Linked DNA regions of Mus musculus: region 1 is linked to region 2. A link is a contact called in public Hi-C data. All regions are on one chromosome and are shown on one strand. Each heading gives the region's core, a stretch centred on a gene start, on an enhancer-like site or on the middle of the called end of the contact. The rest is flanking DNA. Distances are from core to core; before and after follow the strand shown. Region 1 has its middle 28 kb from the start of 4930417H01Rik. Region 2 overlaps Duox1 (dual oxidase 1).

What was found. A called contact is a pair of places that touch in the nucleus more often than the background predicts.
Region 1: a contact with region 2 is called in a Hi-C map of neutrophils, with 4 times the contacts expected there. The contact joins two enhancer-like sites. A contact is called at or near these places in 1 of 15 datasets of contacts at CTCF or cohesin (large pre-B cells), 1 of 484 Hi-C or Micro-C datasets (neutrophils), 4 of 115 datasets of contacts at active chromatin or transcription factors (bone marrow-derived macrophages, embryonic stem cells, large pre-B cells and 1 more) and 1 of 9 other capture datasets (liver).

The regions. Positions count from the first base shown.
Region 1 is chr2:122,671,252-122,677,982 of GRCm38.p6, reverse strand. No RefSeq gene overlaps it. Among named protein-coding and RNA genes, the nearest start is that of 4930417H01Rik, 28 kb to the left of the region's middle. Within about 2 kb of position 4,947, at least 49 of the 459 cell types and tissues checked have an H3K27ac peak or open chromatin away from gene starts, as enhancers often do. A contact at or near this core is called in neutrophils, where this site is marked.
Region 2 is chr2:122,346,276-122,352,641 of GRCm38.p6, reverse strand. Duox1 (dual oxidase 1) reads right to left here. Exons shown (of 33, transcript NM_001099297.1): 31 at 6,239-6,366; 32 at 6,016-6,144; 33 at 4,670-5,372. The coding sequence ends at 5,250. Shf (Src homology 2 domain containing F) reads left to right here. Exons shown (of 7, transcript NM_001374011.1): 7 at 3,103-3,750. The coding sequence ends at 3,289. Among named protein-coding and RNA genes, the nearest start is that of Shf, 20 kb to the left of the region's middle. Within about 2 kb of position 3,606, at least 252 of the 459 cell types and tissues checked have an H3K27ac peak or open chromatin away from gene starts, as enhancers often do. A contact at or near this core is called in neutrophils, where this site is marked.

The sequences.
Region 1 (6,731 bases), core at 3,698-6,197, 320 kb before region 2:
AGTCAAAGACCTTTATTTTCATATAGTATAATTTTATATATAAATGATCCTAAAAGTTTCCACCAGGAAACTTCTGTAGCTGATAAACATTTTCGGCAAAGTAGCAGGATTATAAAATCAGTAGGAATCAGCAGCCTTCCTGTATACAGATGTCAAACACGCAGAGAAAGGAATCAGGGAAAAAGGACCTTTAACAAGTGCCTCAAGAATATTTTAGGATAATTCAAACCAAGCAAGTGAAAGATTTGTACAATAAAAACCTTTAAAACACTGAAGGAAGAAATTGAAGAAGCTATCAGAAGATGGAACGATCTCCCATGGTCAAGGATCAGTAAGGTGGAGAGTGCAAAGACGGCCATCCTCCCAAAAGACGCTGTACCAGTTCAGTACGATCCCCATCAAAATTCCATCACAACCCACAGACACTGAAGATACAATCCTCAGCTTTGTATGGAAACACTCACACACACACACACACACACACACACACACACACACACGCACACACACACACCACGCTAAAAAACAATCCTGAATAATAAAACTGCTGGGGACTGGAGAGATGGCTCAGCAGATAAGCTCTTCCAGAGGTCCTGAGTTCAATTCCCAGCAACCACATGATGGCTCACAACCATCTGGTAAATAAATAAATATTACTGGAAGTGCCACCATCCTAGATTGCAAATTGTTCTACAGAGCTATCATAATAGACTCAGTTATTTTTATTCATTTATTTATTCACTTTGCATCCCAGTCATAGTCACTCCTCCCTCCTCTCCTTCCAGTCCCATCCCCACAAACCCCTCCCCTAGTTACCCCCTCTCCTTCTCCTCAGTGAAGGGGAAACACCCCTTTGGGTACCAACCTGTTCTGGGACAACAATTCGCATCAGGACTAAGGCATGCTCTCCTACTGAAGCTGGATCAGACAGTCCAGCTAGAGGAAGGGGCTCCAATGTCAATGACAGTCCCTGCTCCAATTGTTAGGGTGCCCACATGAAGACCAAGCTGCACATCTGCTACAAATGTTTAAAGGGTCTAGGTCTAGCCCTTGCAAGCTCTTTGGTTGGTGGATCAGTCTCTGTGAGCCCCTCTGAGCCCACATTAGATATGGGATTTTTCATCAATTTCCCCCCTTCAGGACTCAGGGATCTATGCAGAAGTGGAGACAGAACATAAAAACCAACAGGTAATGGGTGACTCCAAGGAAACAATGTCTTCTAGACACAATAAGACAGATGCACATATAAACTCAAAGAGACTGTAGCAACATACATAAGACTATTTTGGATATTTTTCCAAAACACCCCACACCCAAGGATAACTAAACTGCTGTTAATAGCCATCAGTTATTACCCTTAGAACACGTGGTCACCTCTCTCTAAGCTCAGCGGTAGCACTGAGCAGGCTCATAACAGTTCTAGCATTCACGAAGACATCTAAAAGATTCCTTAATACGGTGATTGTTTTTCTCTTGGAACTAACAGCTCACACCACTTCCAAACTTTTGATCACTTTAAAACTCATTCATCTCTATTCTCAGTGTTAAAATATTAGCTGTGTATATTTGAGTCCAGCAGATTAATGGGCTGAAGAGCTAGGTTTAGCCCCAGCTTTGGTAGGCAGATCTCATTGAACATGTTATTCTTTCTTTGCAGGACCTCAGCCTGGCCTGGCTGTTCAGAAATACAGTAAAATTTAAATGTGTGGCACTGCTCCTAAAAGCTTTGGGGATATTGATATTAACTCAATGTACTCTCTACCGAAAATCCCGATGATTTATTACCGCAGTCGTACCCTTGAAGCAACTGAGGCAGAGAAAGGTTGCGTAAACTCACTCAGGAGAGCCGCTAAGTGCAGAGCTGAGATTCCGTTCCAGACAGTGTGGCTCCAACATCCATGCTCTCAGCCCTTACGACCAGATTAAAGCCGGGACTGATCTTATCATTGATCTCGTGCAGTCTCAACTCCTGCTCTCTGAAGATCATTGCAGCGCCAGCGGGCTGCCCCAGGCACTAAAACGCTAAAAACCTGCGGGCTTGGGCAGCTGTGTGGGAAGGGGTGGATGACAGGGGTGGTGCACAGCAGAATCAGGCTTGCCTTATCAATAGTTGCCTAATTGAATGTAGAACTACCAGACCTGATTTTTTTTTTTTAGATTTTTATTTTTTGTAAATGAAAGTCCTCAAAGGAGCTATGCCTTTCTCAAGCACTGTTGGTAAGGTACTCAGGAGACAGCCTAGTGAAATGAAGTGGGTTTGGATCCAGCCTGTGGAGAGTTCAAATTCCAGCCTGCTTGTTTGATACAAGCAAATTGGCATAGGTAATTTTCCTATACAAATTTGATACTAAGGACCATGTGTGATCATCTCTAAGGCTCCACACAAAGAGAGATCTTATTCTGAAAATCAGCATAGGCATACACTACAGGTGATCAGCATAGGCATACACTACAGGTGATCATAGCATAGGCATACACTACAGGTGATCATAGCATAGGCATACACTACAGGTGATTTTGTGGATTCCAAGTAGATTCTCTCCTCGGGGACTAATCTGAGGATGGATGGAAACCTTAGTATATAGATGTCAGTTAGGGCTACTATTTGCTGTGATGAAACACCATGACCGAAAGCAGTTTGAGGAAGAAAGGGTTTCTTTGTCTACATATCCAGGTCATAGACCACTGAGGGCAGCCTAGGCAGGCTGTGTGACAACCTGGAGCCAGGATCTGATGTAGAAGCCAAGGAGGAATGATGTTTGGTGGATTGTCCATCCCAGCTTCCTCAGCTTGCTTTCTTACAGAACCCAAGACTACCAGGCTAGGAGCAGCACTGCCTACAGTGGGCTGGGCCTTCCCATATCAATCGCAATTAAGAAAATGCCCCCCCCCCCGCACCACAGGCCCACCTTTAACCCCACCTTGTGGAGGCATTTTCTCAGTTGAGGTCCCCTTCTCTCAGATGACTCTAGCCTGTGTCACAGTGGCATAAAAAGAGTCAGCACAGTATTTTACATCAGTTTCTTTCATTCACATCACCTTCTGGGCAGAGAAGAACTAATCCTGAGTTTAAAGCCTGCTCAGTGGGTATGGTCTGGACCAGTGCCTTCACTGGCGGGGTGGGAATTGTCGCCTGACTTGTAGAACTCTTCTAAGAACTAACTGAACTCACACATTCCAGGCCTCTGGCGTAAGCTGCGTATTCCACCACTCTCCCTCCAGTTTGGTTTCCTGAGGATCCCCGACTTCCCTATCTTTACAGACGCTCGACAAACAAACTCAAACTCTCTGACTTAAACACACATGTAGGGTGCAGGGTGGGTTTCACGAATGAGTCACTCATAATTGTCCTAGCCCAGAACATTCCATCAGCTCGGAAATTATACCCTATAGCAGACCCCTTTCCCCGCTCCCCTTGTTCTCCCATCAAAAGCCTGTGATTAAGGAACATGTCCCGGGGCAAGATCTAATCAGTCATAGGTAGAAGGACCTAAAATTCTTAAGCAATCTCTCAGTTCAATACACCCACACCCAGAGTCATAGCCTGAAAATAGCTGTTCTCTGGGGTGAGCACTGACTAGAGATATCTCTGTCACATCACGTGTGACAGACAGAATGTGAGTTCTGGGAGCTCTGTTAGTCTAGTCTCCTGCACTGGGTGGTCGCCACGCCCCATCCAGTTGTCTCCTCTTTCTCCCCTCACCAACACCTGCACCCCATCCCCCCATCTATGCACCTCATGTTTGCTAGGTTACCTCAGACCTCCACCCATGCCCACTTATCTATTCACCTAAACTGCTCCACTTCTCAGTCACACTGGATCCTTCCTCCTATTTCTTGGCAGACTTCAACACCAAGCTTATCCATAGCCTATGCAGAGTCCATTTGGCTACAAGCACCTTAAGAACAAGATCAATATTTCAGCCCAGCGACTCCATCTTTGCTCAACGAGCGATAAGTCAATGAATCCAGATTGTAGACAAGCATGGGATTCTCTCCCTGACGCCAGCTCATGGGAGTAACCAGCATGCTCCAGGACTCTGTGGCCTGGTGTGATGGCTACTTCTGCTGTTAAACTAAACTTAATTAAAATTCAATATTACTATAGGATCTAGCCTCTTTTTTCTCCCATGTGTAAGCTCAAAGAACAAAGCAAGCCACGTGCCCTGAGTTCGTCTCTGGATTCCACCCTTCTTCCCCTGTAACCCCTTTTAATCCTAATTTATCTGCCTCGGTTTATTCAAAATATCCCCATGAGGTCTCCAATGCCCTTCCAACTGACAAAGCCCTTAGAGTTCTTTGAGTAGATTTTTGTTTTCTTTATTGAAGTCTCCTATGATTCAAACATCAAGACAATATAAAACAAACACACACACACACAGAGAAACAGACACACACAGAGAGAGAGAAAGGGAGAGAGAGAGGAAGAGAGAGAGAGCAATATCTCAAGTCAGCCCCCACTGTATACACTTGTGTTAGCTGCTTCTTAAGTCACTTCTCCCAAAGGGTAACTGCCCATTCTCTCCCTACCACACAGGACAGCACGCACAGACACACACCGCTGCTCAGCTGCTTTGCCGTCTGTGGCCTTCCATATCAGCACCTCCAGAGCCTTCTCAGGCTTGCTCCCCAAGTCCCAAAAGGATCGATCTGCCCACTCTGCCTCTGGGGACTTGGCTCCTGACACCACACTGGTTCTGCGCCTATACCCTTTCCTGCTTCTCCTCTCACCTCACTTCTCTGAGCTCTTATGGGGAGCCCTTGCCTCGCCTGGTTCCTGCAGTGCCCTCCAAAGCCCTGTGCTTCCCTCCAATGCTCAGCCTGTGAGGTGTTTGAATACTTGGTTCTCGGTGGGTTGTGCTGTTTGGGAAGATGTAGAGGGTGTGGCCTTTCTGGAAGAAGTACATCACTGGTGTTGGGCTTTGAGGTTTCAAAATTTGCTCCCTCTGTTTCCTGTTTGTGGTTCAAGATGTGGGCCCCCAGCTCTCAGCTTCCAGCTCCTGCTGCCTGCTGCCTTTACCCTGCCATCTTGAACTCTAAAATGCTAAGCCCAGGTAAGCCCGCCCGCCCTTCTTTCAGCAGCTGTGTTCCGCAGTAGGAAAGTAACTAGCACAGCTTGTAAAATTCAGCCCTTCCTGGGGAAATTTCCCAGGAAGCAGGAGCAGATGGCTGAGACTTTCCATTAGGCACAACTAGCTACGAGTTAGTGCACAACTAGCTACAAGTTAGTGCACAACTAGCTACGAGTTAGTGTGGAGCCTTCTGCATCCACGGCTGCCCTGCTCATTCTCACAGCCACCAAAAAACCAAAACAGACAAAAAACAACAAGGGGGACCTGCAGCTCCCAGATCACCTTCTGCTCTTTATGGGCATCCTCAGGCACTCAGACATCCCACCTTTGGAGAAAACAGTGCCCTTGCATTTCATCTAGCTTAAATTTTGAAAGCAATTAATAATAATGAGAAAGGCACAGCCAGAAAGAAAAGAGACACAGTGCATGAATATCAGAGGGAAGGAGCCTGGGGAGGTGGCTCCGCGGATAAAGGCATAAAGCAGATAAAGGCCACCAAACCTGAGCACCTCCATTCACTCCCAAAACCTACCTGGTGGAAGGAGACACAGACTCTTCTAAGATGTTCTCTGATACCCATCCACCCTCCACAAGTACACCGCAGCATGTGCATGGGTGCCCCGACCCAGAAATAAATACATAAATGTAAAAAAAAGAAAAAAGAAAGAAAGAAAGAGAGAGGGGGGGAGGGAGGGAGGAAGGGAGGGGGGAAGGAGGGAGGGAGGGAGAGAGACAGAGAGAAAGAGAGAGAGAGAGAGAGAGAGAGAGAGAGAGAGAGAGAGAGAGAGAGAGAGAGAGAGAGAGAGAGAAAGAAAAAAGGAAGGGTCGAGCAAGAGAGCAAGAGCAGCAGCTATGGCTGCCTAGACCTTGGATCAGGCTCTGTGGTAACTTGGGCTACCTCAGTTTCCAGCATTTGCACAGCAGCTGCTGAACACTACCCAAGGGAATATGTAGTGTGGCCGGCACCAACCACATGGTTAATAACCGCTAGTATCCATCCCTTCTATTACTCACACTCGCAGCCCACAGCTGCTCCATTAGCTGTGCAAAGACTGTGGATCTGTGGAGGTTCTGTGTTTCCCTGGCTAGGCACCATCTACTCTTGTAACTGTGCCCCGGGAAACAGGCCCCCTGGTACCAATCCATCTTGGCATCAATTAATGCTAGGGAAAGCAAGAGGATCTTAATGCTTTTAACAGAGCAAAGTAAAGTGACTTTCTGATAAAGACATAGTACAGGATATAAGCCAGTAAAACAAAATGACTACATCAGAAATCCCCATGGAGAAGGTTCTGTTCAATAAACAGAACACAGTAAAATGACACCAAGATGTCTCACTTAATGAATTCTGCTAAGGAATGTCAATGAATCCCTGATAAATGATAAACATTGATTTATAGCAGATTCTGTAGTGGGACATGTTTTGGCAGAATGGGAGATTAAATAGTTGGATGTAGTAGCACTTACCTTTCACCTCAGCACTGAGGTCAGGGGCTCTTCAGAGGCAGGCTGATCACTGTGAGTTCCATATCAGCCTGATCTATACAGCAAGTCCCAGGCCACCTAGGACTATATAATCTGTCTCAAAAATCAAGCAGACAGGTGGTGGTGATGGTGCAGGCATTTAATTCTAGCACTCAGGGGGCAGAGGCTGGTGGG
Region 2 (6,366 bases), core at 2,357-4,856:
ATAAATCTCTTTTTTTTATACAAATGAGATAGATTCAAGGAGCTTTGTTACTTGCTCAAGGTCACCAGCTAATAATTAAGTCTCTAAACTAGATGTGGTGATATAGTACCTGTGGTTTCAGTTACTTAGGAAGCTGAGGCAGGATTCCTTACATCCAACCAGGCCAGCGTAGAGAACATAGCCAGAGACTGTTTCAAAATACACAAACACTGTGCCTAGCTCGGTCTGACTTCAGGAATTACACTGTTCAGTGACAGGGTTCCAACCCTCACCAGCTGCCATTTGCTGGAAATCTGGTACTGTCCAGCCCAAAGGGAGACAAACACCACCAAGGTTTGGGACTTTAGAGTGGAACCGGACAACTAGGGGTGAGGGACTGCCTTAGTGTAGGGAATAAGAAGGCAGGCCTGGATGTCTGCTACACTCTAGCTGATCTCGCCCCACGGGCTGTCTGCCAAGGTCTCGTTTGCATATAAATGGCTTCTCTGAAATACAATTATGGTTTCTCTTCTCTCCCTAATGGAAGGGCTTTCACTGGTAATTAAACAGCTTCCTCAAAAAGCCTTGCCAGCTCTGGGCCCACTGGCCCAGCTGGTCCCACCCAACACCCTGAGGGTCTGGCAAGGACCTTGCTGTGTCTTAATGGACCCCTGGGACTAGTCCCTGGGGGCTGAAAAGTATGGCCACCCCTCCTCCAGAGGTTGGTAATGCAGATGAAGGCCAGTTACCCTTCTGAGCCTGTTCCTTGAGAAAACACCTTGTGCTGTTTAAGAGAGGTTGTTCTCCCAAGTGGGCTGTGGGAAGGGGTTCAGCCACTCTCAGCTCCTGAGGTGAGAGAAGACAGGGCCTACACTGCTTCCCACAGCTACGGGGACTGCTGCTTACTGCCCTACTTCCCCACTGCCCACACACTCTTGGCTCCTTTCCCTCGGGGCCTGTGTGCTTACTCTGTACTCCAGATGCCTCTATATCCTGATACACAGCCAGGCAAATTCCTAAGTAAGACTTTGGGAACCAGACCCTGAGAGGAGAGGTCTTAGGGGCCAGTTTCCCCCCACCCCGTTCTTCAATTCCCGCATTCTTCTCCATCCCTCACTTGTTTTCCGGTGTAGGAGGTCTAGTCAAAACTCTTTTGTACCCAGGTAGATGAGGCATCTAATTTGGCAACCCCTTGCCAACAAGGCTGTCAGGATGGAAGCAGCCTCCTTACAGGTCCTGTTGGCCACCCAGGCCTCTCAGCCTTCTGCTTGCTCCTCTGGGCTCAGGCTAGGAGGCAGCTAATTAGGCTCTGTGTTCTACCCAACATTCCTTAGCCCATGCCTGTGGGTATGTTACAGACCCAGGGCTTGGCAAACCAGGCCAGTGGCAGTCTGGACAATTGCTGGGTGCCTCACCCCCATACTTTCTAAAGTGGGGAGCATTTGAGAGCAGGCTAGAGCTTTGCACATTGGGTCTCTGACTGGAGGGTAGGGGCTAGCTAATGCTGACTTCCTGGGTTCAGGGGATGGGAGAGGCAGTGGAAGGTGTTCTCAGAGTTTTGAGGTACAGGTTAAAGCTGTCCAGTGTCTCACTGTTGCCCTCAACAGCCTGAGTTCCCTCCAGGGTTTTAGGGATCTCAGCTCAGGCCAAACCAGGATTGATGGCCTGAAAGAGTTTCAGGACCAGCCAATTTATGAAGCAAACTTGGAGGGTTTTGTTTTGGTTTTGGTTTTTGGTTTTTTTTGTTGTTGTTGTTGTTTTTGTTTTTGTTTTTGTTTTTGTTTTTCGAGACAGGGTTTCTCAGTATAGCCCTGGCTGTGCTGGAACTCACTCTGTAGACCAGGCTGGCCTTAAACTCAGAAATCCGCCTGCTTCTGCCTCTGGAGTGCTGGAATTAAAGGAGTGCGCCACCACGCCCGACTTTGGGGTTTTTTTATTAAAGTTATTTTAGTATATAGTTAAGCATGAGGATTAAGAGACAAAGACGGCTCAGAAGAAAATAAGATAGAGTCACATGTGAGCACCGTACCTAAAGGGAGAGGGAGCAGCCTCACCTCTTTGCTCTCTTTTGTTCTTACTGTAGCCATATACGGGATCTGGGTTGGGTCTGACTGTCTTATCACTGGTGGGCTCTTGATAGGACTACTATCACTAAGGTAAAAGTTTAATCCCTGGGAACACAGGAAGGCGGGACAGCTTTGCTGTAGAAAGGGCTTGTTTCGCCCCACAAATTTCAACCAAACTATAGTATAGGAAAAAGAATGAGCCCCTCCACAAGGTCATACACACTCAGGCCTTAAGACCTGCTCAACATAAAATCTTTGTATTTAAAAGACGTATTAAGTCTGTGTCAGCCGCCTTTGCCGCAGATGTCGGTTGTGCTGGAACTGCTTGCTTCTTCTCTGATGGAAAGAGGTTGCAATCAGACTCCAGGCTGGGGGGCTCCCATGCCCTCTCATCTCACCTCCACACCATAATTCCTTTGTCTGTCCTACCCAACTCTGGGTAGGTAATGCTAACCGAGTCTCCAGATGATGTCACTCCAGGCCTAAGGGCTGGCTGGCTGGACTGAGAGGGTCTGACTTGGTGTAAGACCCACAGACTGGTGCTGCCATATAGCTCAAGAAGGGGAAACTGAGCATAAGGCCGGGCTGTAGTCAGTTGCTAAGGTGCTGGCTAGTCTGTCCAAAGCCCTGGGTTCTGGGCTCAGTACCCCATACACTGGCATACACCTATAATTAAGAGGTGGAGACACAGACTAGCCTGACCTGTATGAATCGGTCTCAAAAGTCCAGGTAGGGTTAAACTGGCCTTAGCCAAAGGCTATGGGCTAGGGTCACAGAATTGGAGGGTGCGGGGCACCCCACTTTCCACCAGCACACACCCTGTATACTCACCACACACACATTCTTGGTACAATGAGCGTCCTCACCACAAAGCCAGTGCCTCATGCTACCTACTCAACCCTCTCCTCTCCTCCCCTCCCCTCCCCTCCCCCACCATCCCGTCTCTGTCCACCTCCCACTTGAAGCTGGCTTTGGAATCACACTTGCTGGGAGAGTCGGGGTAGAAGTAGGGGACTGAGGAGAACCCCTGGTCACCGGGATCTCTTTCTCTTCCTAGGAGCAGTCAGGGCTTCATGCACATGAAGCTGTCCCGGACTAAGGAACACAAGTATGTGTTGGGCCAGAACAGCCCACCCTTCAGCAGCGTCCCTGAAATCGTGCACCACTATGCCAGCCGCAAGCTGCCCATTAAGGGAGCGGAACACATGTCCCTGCTCTACCCTGTGGCCATCCGGACTCTGTAGATGTGAGACCAGGGCACTATGATAGACCTGGACCCAGTCCTTGTCACCTGCACGGGGGCAGCGGTTCTTACCAAGGACATGATGTCAGAAACCTGGCTTCCCCTTGTCCTAGGATCTAGCAGGCGCTGAAGATTCCTTAATTTATTATAAAGGGGAGGGAATCCTGGGCCTTGGAATAAAGGGACTGTGTGGAGCTGGGCACCGAGGAGAGCCTGAGGAGGAAGGGGTCTCCCCGCCCCAGTCAGACACTAGGGAGGGAGTGGCGACCTCCCTCCCGCACCACCCACCCTCCGCATCCTCCCTTCTCCCCGTCCCCAGCGGGCCGCCCGGGCTCCGGGCCAGAGGCTCGGCCAGGCAGAGCTGCGGCTGCCGGCGCCGCCCAGGGGCTGCCGGGAGGGGGCGGGGAGCGAGCCCGACTATAAATTGAGGCTGGAGCCGACGCCGGCCGCCTGCGAAAAGCACTTTCCGAGCATCCACTCGCTTCCTTTGACCAAACACCTCACGCCGGGCAGGGGGCGTCCAGGCCGCGTCGCTCCTGCCATTGCTCCCGAGCGAGCCCGGCTTCCCGCCAGCAGCGAGCGGTTTGTCTGGGAGGCGCCGAGAGACAAAGAGGCAGCGCGCCAGGCTGACGGCGCGGATGGCGCTGCCACGCGGGCGGGAGGCGCGCTTCCCTGAGGCGGCGCGCTCCCGCTCCTGGCTGGCTGGCTGGGCGCGCCGTGTCCCTTTCCCTTAGCTCCCTCTGGTGGCCGGGTCTGGGGCCACGCACCTCAGCCGACCCCCGTGGGTCCGGGGCCTTCCCGCTGCTCCACAGACAGGTTCTGTGGGAGCCAGACGCCCTCGGGACGGTTGTCCTCTTAGGACAACCTGAGGCCCCTTGCTTGCCTCAACCCAAGCCCGCGGTGCATTAGCGCTGATTAGAATCAGTTGGGAATTTCTCCAAAGTGAGGATGTGTGATCTGAGAAACGAGGTATTCCGAATAGATCATTTGGCATTGGGCACCTTTTCAGAAACTCTCTGAAGGTTGCTCTGCCTTTGAATGATAGGAAGAGGACCCACCATTTTGCACCTGAGAAAACAGGCCTAGAGGGGTTAGGAGACATCTATCTCCTCATGCTGCCTGGAAGACCTTGTCTCAGGGCAGAGCTAGAATAGCTGATGCCCTGGAGGAAGCCAGGCCGACTGCAGCTCCCTGAGGACTCCTCTCTGTCCTTGTGATCCGCTGTCAGCAGCCTAACACCAGAGTGAGGAAGGGCTTTTCAGTCTTCGCTGCTTTTATTCAGTAGATACTGGAGAGATGCCTGGACCACCGTGGCAAAGCCCACTGGGTGGATGATTTCCTTAGCTCCACCTTGACCTAAGGCAGCAAAAAAGAAACTCCAAAGGGGGAAACACCGTTTATTTGCAAAACAGACCACTAGAAGAGGGAGATGGGGCTGAGGGGCACTGCTCCAGGCGGTTAGTGGGCACAGAAAGGTCTGACTACATTTTACATTTTGAGAGATCAGTTGTTCAGTTAGGCTGGTCCTGAGGGTTTCTGTAAGTTGCCCCTGGCTACTCTAAGACATCTCCCAACCATTTTGAAGAGAGGAAGAACACAGTGAAGAGGACTTGAAGACGCCAGCATCCATACTATCACTCAGACTCACTTTCAAAAACTTGACAGGTTGTCTACTGTCAAGTTTTTGCTTAATTCTCACTTTGTCTCAACCCAAAAGCTCCCCTACTTCTGAACCTATAGTTCTTAAACAGTGCTCCTTCGACAAACTCAAGACACATTCTGGCCCTAGAGATCTCTGAGCCTACACATGATGCCTGAGCGAGGCTACTTGGACCAACCAAGTTGGCAGGTGGGAAGGGCCAAGGCTGAGGTGGCCAGAAATGAGTACTGGGTTAAGGCACAGGCCAAAGCCCCTGCTGTCCCAGCAGGGCAGTAGTGGGCATAGTTGCTGGGCAGGAGGCCTAGAAGTTCTCATAATGGTGAGAAAAATGAGTCCTGTCCTGCCTGTTGATGAGCTGACAAGCCTTCTCCACATTCTTGGTCATGCCAGGGGGACCACAGCTAAATACTCCAATCTTTCGGACCTGTTGAAGGAGGAAGAGCCAAAGATGAACATATTTACTGGTAGAGCTGGATCAGTATTCAAAACAGTAGCCAGGTTCATGTTCCTGGTGCAGGTTAGCTTTATGGTCCTATTAAAGACCATCCAGTGTTCACACTCAAGGTTTATTTTATACCGTGTATGGTGAGGGCTGGCTCACTGTAAGTCTAGCTCAATTTTGTAAGTGCTAGGTCAGTGTAAAAGGACCAACTGAGTCAATGTTCAAATTGAGGGACAGCCTGGTGTATAAGTTATCTGCAGCCAGCCCACTCACTGTTCATGGCGAAAACTAGTTCCACATCCACGGGGAGAGCTGGCTTAGTATTAATGGTGAGTATAGCCCTGACTGTATAGTAAGGAATATTTCTATTACTGAGCTCTTCTGTTTTGGTGGATGAACTTAGACTTCAGAGTTGGCAGATCTCTGTTCCCTTCATCCGTCTTTCCTTCCTTCCTACCTTAGGGTGGCCCTCCATCTATGTTTCTCCAGTCTGTAACATACCAGTCTCCCAAGAGATGACTTCTCAGCAGTAACCAGTTGTTTCCTTGATAGACTAGGATTGAGAGCTTTGCTCAGTCCTCGGGTGATCAAAGGAGCCGAGAACTAAGATATGAAGTAGACTTACTTGGGGGTGGACTTCCTGCAGAGAGTTGAAAAAGGGCTCAAAGGGAGGGCGACCAAAGTGGGTGATGGAGCGCAGGCCCGTGAACAGACTCCTGTTCAGCACCTTCTGGAAGTGCCGCTCACAGATGTACTGGCAAATGAAATGGGGGAGGAAGGCCATTGCTAGGAACAACCCTTGGCCCTGGGAGTGGCCCTCCTGCCATGCCTGGCTTGCCCTGACCTACCAGCATGGTGGTCCTGAGGTCGAACTTCTCAGCCAGCTGAGTAATATAGATGTGCACAGACACCAGGTCCTGGCGGTCATTCTCCTCCACCTCCCGGATGATGTCAGCCAGCCACTCAAACTGCCTCT